Regions from separate parts of the Mus musculus genome. Here region 2 is linked to region 1. The links are chromatin contacts, called in public HiChIP or PLAC-seq maps. All regions are on one chromosome and are shown on one strand. Each heading gives the region's core, a stretch centred on a gene start, on an enhancer-like site or on the middle of the called end of the contact. The rest is flanking DNA. Distances are from core to core; before and after follow the strand shown. Region 1 overlaps Cdh5 (cadherin 5). Region 2 overlaps Cmtm4 (CKLF-like MARVEL transmembrane domain containing 4).

The links. HiChIP or PLAC-seq counts read pairs in DNA pulled down with a chosen protein or histone mark.
Region 2: a FOXA1 HiChIP or PLAC-seq map of pancreatic cancer cells shows a contact between it and region 1. The contact joins two enhancer-like sites. A contact is called at or near these places in 2 of 39 promoter capture datasets (the HPC-7 cell line and pre-B cells), 2 of 115 datasets of contacts at active chromatin or transcription factors (microglia and pancreatic cancer cells) and 2 of 9 other capture datasets (embryonic stem cells and liver).

The regions. Positions count from the first base shown.
Region 1 is chr8:104,118,455-104,125,942 of GRCm38.p6, reverse strand. Cdh5 (cadherin 5) reads right to left here. Exons shown (of 12, transcript NM_009868.4): 3 at 196-484. Among named protein-coding and RNA genes, the nearest start is that of Gm29682, 16 kb to the right of the region's middle. Within about 2 kb of position 3,957, at least 32 of the 459 cell types and tissues checked have an H3K27ac peak or open chromatin away from gene starts, as enhancers often do. A contact at or near this core is called in pancreatic cancer cells, where this site is marked.
Region 2 is chr8:104,380,008-104,387,495 of GRCm38.p6, reverse strand. All of the region lies in intron 1 of Cmtm4 (CKLF-like MARVEL transmembrane domain containing 4), which reads left to right. Among named protein-coding and RNA genes, the nearest start is that of Cmtm4, 12 kb to the left of the region's middle. Within about 2 kb of position 3,230, at least 109 of the 459 cell types and tissues checked have an H3K27ac peak or open chromatin away from gene starts, as enhancers often do. A contact at or near this core is called in pancreatic cancer cells, where this site is marked.

The DNA of each region.
Region 1 (7,488 bases), core at 2,708-5,207:
GGGTTTATTTTGGGGCTAGGTCAGAGTTTAGCCTTTAGGGACACATTTTGAAATCATGTAAAGGCACAAGATAGCATTACAACTACTTCCTTGAGCTTACTGGAGCCTGACCCTAAGCATTGAGGTGGCTGATGTGAGAGGTGTCTTCAGGCTGGTGTTGAGGAAGGGAGGAGAGAGGGAAGACTAGGTGCATACCTATAGCTGACATCTCTGGCACAGATGCGTTGAATACCTGGTGCGAAAACACAGGCCAATTGTCATTTATATCATGCACCTTGACAGTGAAGCTGGAAGGTTGTTCCAGGTTTTTGTTGGTGTTCTTGTCCACAATGAGGGCAGTAAGGAAGTACTCAGAGACTTTCTCCCGGTCTAGCCTCTCATAGGCAAGCACATTCCCTGTGTTAGCATCGACCCCGAAGATCTTGCCAGCAAACTCTCCTTGGAGCACATACTTAGCATTCTGGCGGTTCACGTTGGACTTGATCTGGGGAAGAACAGGCAACATGAGCTGAGAATGGGCAGTATGTGTGCACACATGAGTGTGTGTGCATGCGTGCAACGACGCATGCATGTATGCTGACCGTACGTAGTGCTCAGTAGAGGTGCTAACTGCGACACCGAAGTTTTAAACAAGAGCCTAGGACTGGTTACCAGTGAGTTCTTCTTCACCAGATCACTGCAAGCACGGCAGGGATGGACCTTTCTTAGCTGTACCCAATGCCTAGAATGGAGCCTACTAATGCACTTGCCGCCAGAGAATAAAGAGCGTCTTACTCCTTAAGAAGACATGGGTGGTTGCTATCCCATCTTTAAAATGGACCCAATTGGATTCCTAAGGTTGATCTGCACTAATGGGTACAGCTTCCCACTTGGAAACGAATGCCTGGAAACCTTGGCTTCTCTTGTCCCTTGCAAAAAATCGGGACACGTGCCAGTGATGTACTGAAGCTGGCTTATATCAATATGGCTTTGAAGACTTGGCTAAAGTTGGGGAATATTCATGATCTGGCTGTTAAATGTGGCCGTATCAAAAAGGAAATTATCTGAATGTACAATGAAATAAACCATTGTCATAGATGGTCTGTTGACCCAGGATTTGGGCATTTGGAACCAGTCTAGGAGACATGCCTCTGGAGATGGGTGTCTGTTGTCTGTTGTGTTTTTTTTTTTTTCCTAGAGAGCATTGACAGAAATGAAAGGGTCCACAGTGAATGTGGGCGTCGCCACCTTATGGACTGGACAAGTAAAGCACTTGCATCCATCTCTTTCTGGTGTCTGACTATAGATGTTTGTGATGCTATGTCTTCCCCACCAAGGTGGACTGCGCCTTTAAATCTTGAGCCCAGTTAAGCTCTTCCTTCCTGAACGTTTGTTAAGTATTTTGTCACAGCAACAGAAATGTGACTCATAGAGATATATGAGAGGCAAAGGCTTACAGATACTCAGAATTCATGGTTCTAACCGTGTCCTGGCACTTTACCACATTCCCGAGGTCACTGTGTCTTCTGTGGGAGTATGGCGGCAACACTAAATGGCGTAGGACCATGTACATCTTGTACCAACTCTGCCTTCAGGGATGTCACAGCATCAGCTCAAAGGCTGAGTATTTACACTGTGGGGACTGGCAAGTTCTACACATCTGCACACTCCCTGCAAACCCAGATGTCAGACATTTATCAGCACAGTAAGGATCGGTCCCAGTAAATTTGCTTTTGGAATGATGCATAAAATACTCTCTTCTTGGTGATCATGTCGTGTTAGTCGCTTCTTGGTTACAGTGTCTAACCTGCAGAACAGAACCCCCGTGAGCTTTATCTTAACTGAGGATGTCCTGTACCTCTCAGACCACGGAGCTTTTTTTCTTGTATAACACACGCTATTAGTAGCTTAAGGGAAAGCAATGTATGCCTAGCGCCTTACACTGAACTTTACTGAGGTAAATGAGAGTAACTGCTAATGATAGACCCACAAGTCAAAGATAATAGAAAGTTTGAGTGCCGAGTATTCTTTTTTGTTTTTACAACCAGAGGATATTTAGTCTATATGTTTATATTTCATGAGTCCAAAATAGTACCTTTCTAGAAGGCTAGAATGACCCTAACAGAATTCCATTTGAAAAAAAAAAAACAGATATTGGATGCCTACCAGATATCAGACACGCTATGGAACCCATAGATGTCCAAGGCCTCATTCTGGCTCTCAGAACTGAGGCTGACATCTCAGGGGGCAGCGCTTCAGATCAGATGAAGTAATACTCTTGTGTGCACAGCAAGGAGTAGTTAAAAAGGTAGGGAAGAGAGAGGGTGGCCAGCAGGTCAGGGACAGCAGCTTCTGGGGAGAAGGAGATTCTAGAAGGGTGTGGACCAATCCTGGGATCCTCTTGAAGTGCCCTAGAGTGCAACAGTTATTCAATAATTGGAGCCTCTGATGAGGGAGGTGTCAGCTGGGTGGAAGGCCAAGAAGCCAGATGGCAGAACCAGAGAGGATTCTGGAAGGTGAAAGAGGAGGGGCATGGAGGAAAGACCCTTCCCCTTGAGTGGGCATTGGGAGCCAGGCAGCAGCTGGGACTAGCAGAGATCCTGTAGCAGGGATTGTGGTGTACAGGGGGCAGGTAACACAAGAAGCCGTGTTCCAGCTCTGTAACCTGTGGCATGCGGGGATGGTAGGGAATGAAGAAGAGTGGTAGCCTGATACCCTCCCTGTGCAGGGTCCATGGTAAGCTGAGACACTGGTCTTAACCAGGACCTGTGATCCTCATGAAGGCACAGAAGGGATGTGGACTGAACAGTGCAGATGTCATGAGTGTCCTTCTCCCCACAGACCTTCTTTTATGCCTTCCCATCCTCTGCTCTTCTCTTTCCTCTCCTTGCCCTCTCCATCCTTTCCTTCTTTCCCTCCATCCTTTCCTTCTTTTCCTCCCTCCCTCCCTCCCTCCCTCCCTCCCTCCCTCCCTCCCTCCCTTCCTCCCTCCCTCCCTTCTTTCCTTCTTCCTTATTTCCTTCCTTTGACAAGGTCTGTCTATATAACCCAGGCTGGCCCTGAACTTACCATCTTCTGCCAGGATTATAGCATGCACTACCATGATTGACCCAGTTTTATTTAAACAGACGATAGTTTTTATAGCTCTCCTTAGACTTACATCAGTGCACAGAGTTCTTGTGGGCCTGCCTCCCTTTACCTCAGCAGCACACCTTACACTGGTGTGGTCCCTTGTTACAATGGAGGGATTGAATGGGTGAAGTATTATTGATTAACACATAACTTTTTTTTTGTTTTTTTTTACCTCGTATCTATGTCCCACTGGCCACCCAAGACCATACAAGATGCCATTTGGTTATGTTTTCATTTTGGCGGTGACAGTTTCCAAGAGTTTATTTTCTGATGACCTTGATGGTTTGGCGGAATGGTGGCAGGACTCCCACTGGATGCTCTTCCATTTAAACTTCTCTGTTTCTCTCACCACTGGAGTATAGTTTTGGCTCTGCCCCTTTCTAATATTATCGTGTTTGGGTGAAATATCGCAATGCCAACAGCTGCCCTGCCCTGGTAGGCTACTCCCAGCTGGCTCCCATTGTCCATCTAGGATTATAAACAAAAGCTCCAGACTTTGACCTTGGTAAACACGTACTTCCTTCAGATTGTGTCCGAAGAGCCAGGAGGGGACCCTTAGAGTCCTGTGTTTGTGTCTTGTACACATTCTTCTTTTAGCCAGGATGGGGATCACGTGCGGTTCCTCTACTCCTCTGACCCCATGTTAGGTCCCGAATAGGTTCTGTCATCATAAAACACAGAACGTCTGCTACCCTTCCGAAGCGTGTCCTGTTTGGCTCTGGCCTCCACTTTCTGATAGCTCTTCCTGACTCATCCTTCAGATCTCACCTCATGGCTAACCATTCTCCTCAAAGGATGATTCATGGCCAGTTATCCCATTGGGAAAGCAGTAACTGGACTAATGGTATTTCCCTCTATGACACAGAGCTCACTGTGTAATTCCAGACGTGCGTCTTTCCTTCTGACTGGTCAGGGGACAGGATTTACATCATCCAGAAAAAAAAAAAAAGCCATTCTTGGAAGCCAGACCAACTCGTGTGCCCAGTCACCGGGCTGTTAGTAGACACTTCCCAGACTGCCCCACCTGTTTCCTTTAGCAGGAATTGGGGAGGCCATTCTGGTGCCCTGTCCAGAGACTTGTGCCCTCCCCTCAAAGGCCTTCTTCAGCCTGTTTCTGTATCTTGGCAATACTCCTGTCCACACAGCTTGTGGGGCTCTTTGATATATGCTGTTTCTCTAAATGTCAGGCTCTCACACTGTAGTCATCGACCCCATGCCCTGTCACATGCCTAAATGTAGGAGTTGTGAAAAATTTGGCAACACTGAATAATTTCTTCATGCACAATGACCAAAAATGTAATTCATAATCCAATGGGCGATGGTGTGTGTGGCGGCATTTGCCTGTGTCATATCATGAGACTTCACCACTGCCTTGGTTCTCCACACAGAGCATGTGCAGTAGGAGGTGTTGTGGGCACACTAAGCATTATGTGTGCTTTCATACCACATAACACCAATGAGTGACACCTAAGACACTTGGCTCATATTTAACACTACTGTATAGACTACAGTGTGGACAAAGTTTTCTGTTCTTATTGAAACAATGATATGATAATATAGAAAATAACCTTTAAATATGTATTTATATTTAATATATTTATATCATTTTATATTTATATACCCTTATATTTATATTTAATAATATCTTTTTTTGAGACACGGTCTAACTATGTAGCCTTGGCTGTCCTGGAGCTTGTTATGTAGACCACATTGGCCCCAGACTCACAGAGATTCACCTGCCTCTGCCTCCCAAGCACTCGGATGAAAGATATATGCCACCATGCTTTGTAAAATAGACTTTTAACATTTCCCTGCCACCCATTCCTCAGCGTATAGGAGTCAACATTAGTGTGTCTTTGAATTGGACTTTGTCAGAACAGTTGATTTAAAAAAAAATTCTGTTTGAGCTGTTGGCTTGAGCTTTATTAAAAAAATAGTTAAGTGAATTTTATCTTTGAAGACAAGCATTTATAAAATAGTTCTAAACATGCTTCTGCCATTGTGTAATATGTTTTTATGCGAAGCAGTGTTCTTACACTGAGTATCACAGGATCAAAATATTAATCCAGGGTGCCACACCTTCAATACCAGCTCTTAGGAGACAAAGGCAGGCAGATTTTCGTGTGCTTGAGATAAGTCTGATCGACAGAGTAAGTTCCAGGCCAGCCAGGGCTAAAAGCAAGACCCTATTCAAACAGATAGACAATAGGCAAACATATCTATTGTTAAAAACACTGACTCCAACATACTTTGGCCCATCAAATGTTCAGCCAAGTTTTTTTTTGTTGTTGTTGAAATTTTAGTGTGTGTGTGTGTGTGTGTGTGTGTGTGTGTGTGTTAGGGGGAGGTGGTATATGTACACATATAGGTGCATACATGTGGTGGTCAGAAGACAACCTTGGATGTGTCTCTGAGCATTGTCTACCTTTCAGGGGGTATAATATGGTCTCTTACTAGCCTGAAGCTTGCTAAGTAGGCTAGACTGGCTGGTTCACGAGTCCCAGGGATCTACCTGTCTCTGCCTTCTCAGTCCTGATATTCTAAGCAAGCCCCTCCAGGCCTGCCTTAACAATTATTCATATAAAAATAAGTATGTATCAATTTCATTATGGTGCAAATTTGCTTTCATTTTAATACATGATAGTTACATGTATACCAAAGGATTTTCTAAAAATGAATTTCTTTATGGTTTATTATCAGTCAATGTTGACCTGTATACCTATTTTATATGTCTATATAACCCGTTACATAAAAATTCCTTGGGCACAAAGAGATTTGTAAATAGAAGAAGCTTGAGAAGGCCCATGCTAGGCCCAGGCAGAGGTTGCTAAATGATTTCTGGAATGGGCCAGAGAGAAAATAATTTTGGCTTTTTGGATCATAGAGTCTTGGTCACAGAACATTCCGTGCTGCCATTTATAACATAAAAGCAGCCACGGGCAATCAGTAAACAAATGAATGTGTCTGTATTCCAATAAAACTTTATTTATAAGACCAGGCAGAGGGCCATATTGGTCTCTGGGAAGAAGTTTCTACATTCCAACTATCCACAAGAGTGGTGAGCACATTTTTGCCCAGTGCTGACTTCCTAGTGCTCAGTCTAAGGCTTGGAACTGCTCATTCTTCCTCCAGTGCACTGACCTGGTCCTTCTTATAGCTGGGGTATGATTCAAAGAAGCTGACATGGTGAGACTTCAATGCTGTCAGCTTTCTTCCTCACAGATAGGGCTTAAATGCTTAATCCATCACCCCCTGACTGCCTATGAAATCCCACTATGCGGCCATTCCTTTGAATTAGAGTGGGTGATTTTGATGTCCGTGGCCATTTGACATGGTGAGAAGGTTCACTGCTCATTAAGATAGTCTCCAAGCTCTTGGGAGAAGGACTTCTGTTGGTTATATTCTAGAGTTGGACAACGAATTCACAGACTCCCGAGGTCAGGCCTGGGTCAAACACCTCATGAGTAGGGGTTCTTAATATTTGTGGAGCTGTGTGTAATCATGGGGAGCCTAGCAAGGATAATAGGATAATCTGTGCAAGAAATGTCCACCCCCGCCCCCCCCCATTTTATTTTATTAAATGGCCGTACCTAGCTATAGAGAGCAGGCTGGCCTTGAATTCTTGATCTTTCAGCTCTGGTCTCTTGAAGGCTGGGATTTCATGTTTATACCACTATGCTTGATGAAAAAATTATTTCCAGGTGGCTCAGAGCCCACAACAACCAAGGTTGGCAGATGGTGGCCTAGGTGATCAGTGTTGTCACCCATGTGACTTTATAGAAGGTCACTAAGGTCTTTCCTGACTTCTAAAGCAGGAACAGCGAATGCAGCCTTAGCTGATTCCTCCCTTAACTCTGAGCCTTGAGGCCAGGCTGGTCTCTTCAGCCTTAGCACAGGGTGGCCTTGTTAGTGACTGCTGCTCTGCAGATCAAAGTGTGGGAGAAAAATGAACCACGATGCTCACGGCTGCTTCTGCTACAGTTACAGCCCTCATCGCAACCATTCTCTTCTACTCTCCATCACCAGGGCCATTCACCACCATCAGCAACACATTTCCATAGTTACCACTATTACCACCTTCTCCATCCCCTTTCCCATCACCATCACTGCTTCCACCACCTACTCTGTTACTCTCTGTCACATCCACTGCCACCACTGAGCCAACACTACCACCAATAGCTCTGTAACAGCCTCCACTCCTGTGGTGGTTTGAATAGGAATGGCCCACATAGGCTCATATATTTGGATGCTTAAGGAGTAGCATTAGGGGGTTCGGCTTTGTTGGAGTGGGTGTGGCCTTGTTGGAGGAAGTGTGTCACTGGGGGTGGGCTTTCGGGTTTCAAATGCTCAAGCCAGGCCCAGTCTTTCTCTCTCTCT
Region 2 (7,488 bases), core at 1,981-4,480, 260 kb before region 1:
TGTGTTATGGGTTTTGTTTCTCAGTGCCAGAGAGTGGGGCGGTGGAGTCTGGTGAGAAGTGTGTGGGTCCTGGGTGCAGAACACCATGAATGGATGACTGCTGTTTTCCAGGGAGTGCTCTGCTCAGGAGACTGGATTAGTTTCTGTGAGAATGACTTGTTACTAAAAGAGGCTGCCTCCTGCCCCCTCCAGCATGCCCTGCCCTACACAAGCCTGCTGATCCCTCTTCCCACCAGGGTGGTAGCACGAGGGGTTGAAGTCAGAATGGGGGCCTAAGCATTAATTATAGTTCAAGTCTAGTATACTATAAACCAAAGCATCATGAGGTACATTTCTTTCCCTTGACTGGAGTTTTTCCTAACCCTGATTTTGTGTTGATCAGGAGCCTTGGTTACCTTTTTGTTGTTTCTGACTTGGAGGTACTGCAGGGTGGGGGTGGGGGTGGGGGTGGGGTGGCTCAGGGCCACTGAACCACTAAGGTACACTCCTGCCCTTCCCTAGCATGTCAGTTAACATCCTTCTACCTCGCTCAGTGCTGCACTTGGGCTTATCTCTCAGCTGTTCTTCCCTCTGTGAAGATTGCCCTCTTAGCTCTGTTCCTCAGGTTACCTCCTGATCTCTGTGTGTGGTCCCCTCCCCTTCCCCCCAAGTCTTTGTCAGCCCCATGGGAGTACGGTTCTAAGTTTTTGCTGTGCCCCCAGTGCCTAGCACATCACGAGGCACTGACTAAGCAGATGAATATACGTACTTTGTGATGAATGAGAAAAAACATGGGATAATTACTCAGCATAGTTTATAAGGTTAAGGTTTTTAAATCCAAGGAATTTATAAGGGGAAATTCATGTATGTTCATAAACTGCCGGATTCAGTTTTAAGCAGAAAATGTTAGGGAGAAAGCATGGAAATACAGTGGCATTGTAGTGCCTTTTTCTTTGTTTTGAACTTCTCTTGTGAGGAGTCTGCTGCTCCTGGGAACTGAAGCCTTTGCTTAGAAGACGGATTTTTGTACCGGTGGGGGAACCATAGGAAGCTTTGCCAAGCTGCTTGCTTAGAGACGTGTAAAACGAAATCCAGGGATCCTGCAATTATTATTGGAGTTGTTTGCTTTCTAATAACTCTGTTCAGAGAGGGAGCCGCTCCTGTCTGCCAAGCTGGGGTCCTTTGGTACCCCTCAGAGCAGAGTAGATGCTTGCAGCCAAGAGTTAGGCTGAGGGGCATGGTGGCTCTCAGAAAACCTTCTGATTAAAAGCAAAGAACCACAGCTCCAGGGGCCTGGGGAAGCCATAGGCGGTGATGAAGTCCAGGATCTGTCTCTGGAGGCTGGAGGTGTGGCTCAGGGCCCTAGCTTCCTTCCTCAGCAACACATACCCATGCACAGATACCCATGCGTGCCCCTCATGCACTTGAAAGGACCGGCTGAGTTTGGGAATTGAGTTAACAGGCACCTAAGGTTGTCAGGGTTTCACCAAGCTATGGCTAGTTCTGGGGTGTTTCTTTGCTGCCGCTGCAGTTTGATGATGGGGTGCAATGGAAGCCTTCATTTTTGTGGTTTCCCATTGATTCCAGTGTAGCTATGAAAAACAGTGTAAGGCTTAAAGATTTCAGTGCCAGTGGGGAGAAGAAAAAGAAAAAGAAAGAAAAGGCAGGCAGGCAGGCAAGCCAAATGCAGGCTCAGGGCTCTTCTTCTGGAAATCTCTTCAGCTGTGTGCGCCCTGGGGTTTGTGAGTGTGTAAAACTTGAGATTCAGACCTGTGCATGGTGGCAGAGGCAGTTCAGCCACTAAGTGCTTGTCACACAAGCTTGATGGCCTAAGTTCAATCCCAGGGTCCCAATGTGAAGGAGACTCAAATTCTGACAGCTGTCCTGTGAGCTCCAGGATGAGGGCCATGGCACATACAAGCAACTCTTACATAGCACACACACACATGCATGCAGAGTAATAATAAACAAGGTAAATGGATTATCACACACCTGCCTTGTGGGCACTAGGGGCCACCCAGGGCCTCCTGCACACCAGGTCAGTGCTTTATGCTTGAGGTTCATCTCCAGTCCAGAGCCTGCACTTTTTTTTTTTCCTTTTTTCTTTTGTTTTCATTTGAGACAGGGTTTCTCTGTGTAGCCCTGGCTGTCCTGGAACTCACTCTGTAGACCAGGCAGGCCTCAAACTCAGAAATCCGCCTGCCGCTGCCTCCCGAGTGCTGGGATTAAAGGTGTGTGCCACCACTGCCTGGCAAGCCTGCACTGAGATGGCTGGTGCGGAGAGCAGGGGAGAACTGTCTCCTTTACTCTCCCTGTCCTTGGGGCCAAGGGACCTCTGGGTTCTCCTCTTGGTCTAAATCCTGCCATTACAAACTGTCCATGCTCCTCCAGAATTAAGATCGTTAGTTTTAAAGGATTTTTTTTTTTAAAGATGGTTACTACAAAATATAAGCAGTTCTAGTAGTGAGGAAACTGGTAAGATGTTACAAACTGTTCAAGGAAATTAAAAAATCGTTACATCCCACTTCTTCCATAAGATAGATGTAGATATCACTCTGGGTTTTTTGTGCACAGATAGAAATCATTTTCAGTCAAACAAATTAGTTCCATACAGTTTAACCAGTTATAAAGTAGTTCAGAGATGAAGTGTGCAAATTCCACAGAACCAGCTAGTTTTGAAACGCAAATCTGACAAGATCTGATTTTCATTGGAAGTATTTAGGAACCTTTTTACTCCACTTCAAAACTGTTTAGTTTATCCTGAGATGACTACTCTGAAGGGAAGGACCTATGAAGGCTAGTTTTTTGTTTTGTTTTGCTTGTTTTAAGACAATTTCTCTAACAGCTCTGACTGTCCTAGAACTCTCTGTAGATCAGGCTGGTTTCCAACTCACAAAGATCCTCCTGCCTCTACCTTCCAAGTTCTGGGTTTAAAGAAGTGTGTTATCACCGCCCGGTGAGGGTTAGATTTTTACCCATGCTTATTAGGCCCTCCAGATTCCATCTGTCCCTTGTCCCTTTCTTCCATCCTGAAGCATTGTCCCTACATAGGACAGGCATCCTTCGGTCTTGAGCGCCCCACTCTAGATTTCCTGTTTATCCCTGATCACTTTAAGTCTCAAGTTAGATGCTCACTGCTGTGTGTAAGACCATGTCCTCAGAGCCTTAGCCTGGCCTGGCTGGGCCCAAGTGACTCATGAGACCTGGCCAGTCAGGAGTCTAGGTGAGAGGTTGCCAGTCACCAAAGGCTGGCTGGGAGGTGTCGAGCCTGGCACTTAGCTGTGGGCAGTGCTTGGTAAATATTAGCCATTATTGTGAGCACTCTGGGTCCTGTCTCATCTGACTCAGCTTCTTTTCCTTTCCACTTCCCTCTATGTAGTCCATGGTGGTTGAAAGGTTCTCATTTCTCTTCAGTAGCTTTGGTCACACACTGCTGCCGCATAACCCCTGTTCCCAACCTGTGAGGCCGAGACAGGAACCCTGTCCTCATTTCTGCCAGCTACCCTGGCCCAGCCCTCCTGTACTGGTTTTCTTTGCTTGACTGAGCACCTCTGTCCTGTGACACTAGCTTGAATTGTGTGTTTCCCTTTCTTGCTGGTCTGGTCCCATTGTTTTCTGATCATTGCCCATACTGGAGGACTCCTGACTGCTCAGCAAGCATTATCAGCTCATCCAAGCTTTGGTCTTCTGGATTGTTTGGAAAAGTTTGGAAAAGTCCTGAGTCCAGGAAGAAAAGACCTACCTGATTCATGCCGACCAACACAGCAGTGATAGCCTGTGTTCAGGGTGACTACAGTTAGACTCTCAGCCATAGGAGGAGCCTGTGTGTGCCCCTCATGTGTGTGTGCCCTTCATGTGTGTGCCCCTCATGTGTGTGTGCCCCTCATGTGTGAGTGCTTTCCTGTGGGGGAGACTGATGAATTTCAGAGGCTCAGGTATTTTTAGCCCTGTAGCTTAGGAAGCACCGTGTATAAGAAGCCAAGTTCTCTATGTGTTTAAAGGGCTGGCATTGACCCAGCCCAGGAAGACTGCCTGAGTGAGTGTCTTGGAACAGCTAGGAGGCCCCAGGGTTTGCACTGAGGTAACTCCTTGGGATTGGTAGATAGAATTTTGCCTTTTGGGTTTTTGACTTTCTGGGTCAGTAAAGCAAAAGCATACTAGTGAGGCAGAAAGCATCCATGATCCTCGTAGAGTATAGCTGTGGGATTGAAGCTAGGGAACACAGTACATTGTTGCCCATGGCTGTGTGTGAGAACACAAGTATGGGTAGGTGGGCTGGTGAGGAGGTTTCGGTGATATAGCCAGCCAGGCTGGTCCTACACACGTCCCATGTAGGACCTTCACTACATATCTGGGAAAGCCACAGCTGCTGGTCTGGACTTTGAGGCTCAAGGGTTGCCAAGCGAGGAGCCTACAGAGAAGGACTGATTGCCAGAAGTCCTTGGGGAGTCTGCAGGATCAGGGGTTTGTCAAAACATCTGTGTTCCATTACTGGTTCTTGGAGGTTTGTTTGTTTGTTGTTTTGTTTTTAAATGACCAAATCAACATAGTTGAAGAGTTAAAGAAGAAGAATCTAGCTGTTTAAAATAAATGTCTTAGTAGAGCATCCAATCCATACCTGACAAGTACAGAATTTAGCCAGAGAGGCTCAGCCGTCTCTCGCTCTCAACATCCTGCTACAAGTAGCTATGGCTTAAGTTGGGTAGGCTGTGCACTGCATGCTCGTTTGCTGGAGGGTGAAGGAAGGCTGAAGTGCAGTTTGCATGCTCTGATTGCCCAGCCACTGGCCTGGCACTAGGCAGCGTCTGCCGGCAGGGAAGGCTGGTTGTTGTCTAGAATGAATGTGGTTTTTTTTTTTTTTTTTTTTTTGCTTGTTTCTTCTGAGTCAGAGGCTCAGTATAGCTTAGTCTGGCTCCCAGTTATCAATACTCCTCCTGCCTCACTGTCCTGAGTATTGGGATTATAGATGTCCTTGCTACACCTGCCTTCCCATCTTAGAGGTTCTGGAGGGAGCAGTGACGTGTGCTTGCTTTTTGTTTAGGGCGGGGGATTGACTGGTCAAACATTCTCTCTACAGCTTGTTTCTTTTGTTTGTTGTTCTTTCAGCAGCTTCTGTCTTATCCCGTAGGGAAATTTATTTTAGACATAGCTTGGGCCTGGTGTTAAGCCAGATAGGAGAGTAAGTTCTCAACTACGCAAAGACGTAAACTCTAGGCATCTTCCAGATATACTACTTAAAACAGATTTATTGTGAATTAATAAACATGTGGCATCTTGCAGCATTTTCTTTGCTGAATGCAGATAATAGTGTATTCAACACCACATAGTTGACTAAATGCCTTCAGGCAAACGAGTAAGTGATTTGCTGGCTTACTTCAATAATCGTTCCTGTTTGTTGAACGAACAGTAGTCCCCCCATCTACCCCCCCCCCCCCCCGCACCCCGGGCCCCCAGGATCTTTCTCTGTAACCCTGGGGCTTGTAGACCAGTCATGCTGGTCTCAAACTAACAGGGATCCTCCAGCATCTGCCTCGCCCCGACCTTTCCTCCCAATGCTGGGGTTAAAGGTGTTCTCTCAGTTCCTCTTAAAACCCAAGTTATGGGGCGGGATATAGCTCAGTGGTAGAGTTCTTGCCTAGAATGCACAAAGTGCTGGCTTCAATCCTTGCTACCCTCTCAGGAAAATTTCGAAGTTACCAGAACGTCAATGATGTGTGGTAGGTAGTAGAGGCGGTGTGGACAGGTAGGAGAATTCCCACCTGCGGCGTAAGGGGTTTCTTCCTTTCTTCTTTCTGCCCCATACCCATCATCTCTTTTGCTGTTTCCTAGGCTGGCCTTGAACTCGTGAACTCAAACAATCCTCCTCTTTCAGCTTCCCAAGTAGCTAGGGCTCCAGGGGTTCACCACTGTGCCCATACCTTTGCGGGTCACCAGGCAGCTTTGCGGTTACACTCAGCGCTGGGCTAACTGTGCTGCCTGGCGCACACACACTTGTTGGTTGCAGGCTGCGTTGGAGCAAGCACCCACAGGGTCTCTTGAATCTTGCAGGGCTTGAGCCACTGATCATTTTCTCTCTGACTGCCTGGTCGAGGGTGACCTGTGACCCCTGGGCCTCAGTGGCATAGCGGATGATGCATTTGAACAGATCTCAGCTCTACCCAGCTTTGTTCTGGCTCCACTTCTGCCTGAAGCCAGTGGGATACTTCATTCTCTGCCAACCTGGCCAGTTTAGGAAGGGCATCCATCAGTCAGCCTTGTCTGGTAGAGACTTCCGAGCATTGACTGCCTTGGACTGAGGACCTAGGGGCGAGACTGGTGGGTAGCTAAGGGGCTGTGCCACTGTGGCACTGCCTGTCTTAGAGAGGTGAGGGCTGGCTACCATCAGCCTGAAAGCATCTTGTGAGTGTTAAGGATTGAGGGCAGAGGAAGCTACTGTTCTAAGGAAGGTGCCAGCCCCTGTGTGGTTGCTGTCAAGCCAACAAACCCAGCGGGGAGAATGCTGTGTTTTAAAGTGAGTGGAATAGACTGCAGGGAGTAGTCGGGAGACCTTGCTGCCTTGCCTGGTCTTGTTTGTAGGAGCACAGCCTTGCTCCAAATGCTGTATTAAGAGGCCTGTGGAGCAAAGCACATTTGCAGCACATTTTGGTCAGTGCAGGGCCGTGTTCAGAATGAGCCCTGCTCTCCTGCGTTTCCCATTTTACAGTAGCACACAACTCACACAGCTCTGGTGGGTCAGAGCAGTCGGAAAGGAGTGGCTAAGCAGCGTTCAAGCATCCCAGTTTTTTGAACTATACCTGTAATGCATTGTGATAGGTGATGCATTTTAAATGTTGGTATCTGACTGCCAGATCCCGTGGTTTGATCCTAGTGAGCACAAAACCGTCTCTGTTTATATCTATCTGGGTCAAGTTAGAGGTGCCTGGCCAGCCTGGGTGTGGGCGTACCCCATTGCATGTAACCCCTCAGAGTCTGGGTCTTGAGCATGGCACATCATGTGACGAGCAGTCTGGAGTCACTCTTGATATGATGGAATAAGTGACCAGCTCCAGAAGGGCGATGAGCGAGTGTGTGGGTCTCCAGGAGCTGTGCTCTGCCTCCATCACTGGCCTTGCTGCTGCTCTCTGCACACACATCGCTTCAGGTTTCCTGCTTCCCAACTCCTGCTCCAGACCCCCCAAGTCCCTGCTTAAAGCCACTCCAGTTCCTCTCCTACTCCAGCCTCACATCTCTTGAAGGGTCTTTGGGGAATCTGGGGCTGCACAGGGCTTACAGGGTTCCTTTATGTTGGGGACCTCAGAGTTGAGTACGCTTGTATTAGGAATAGCACACTGTACTCGACCGAAACCCCACAGAATAGGAAAACAACCTCTTAAATTATGTGTGCCTTTAAAAAAAGAATCAGGCTTTTATAGAAAAAAGTGTTTTTAAAATAAAGCTTGCTGGGGGGTTAGAGAGATGGCTCAGCAGTTAAGAGCACTGACTGCTCTTCTTGAGGTCCTGAGTTCAATT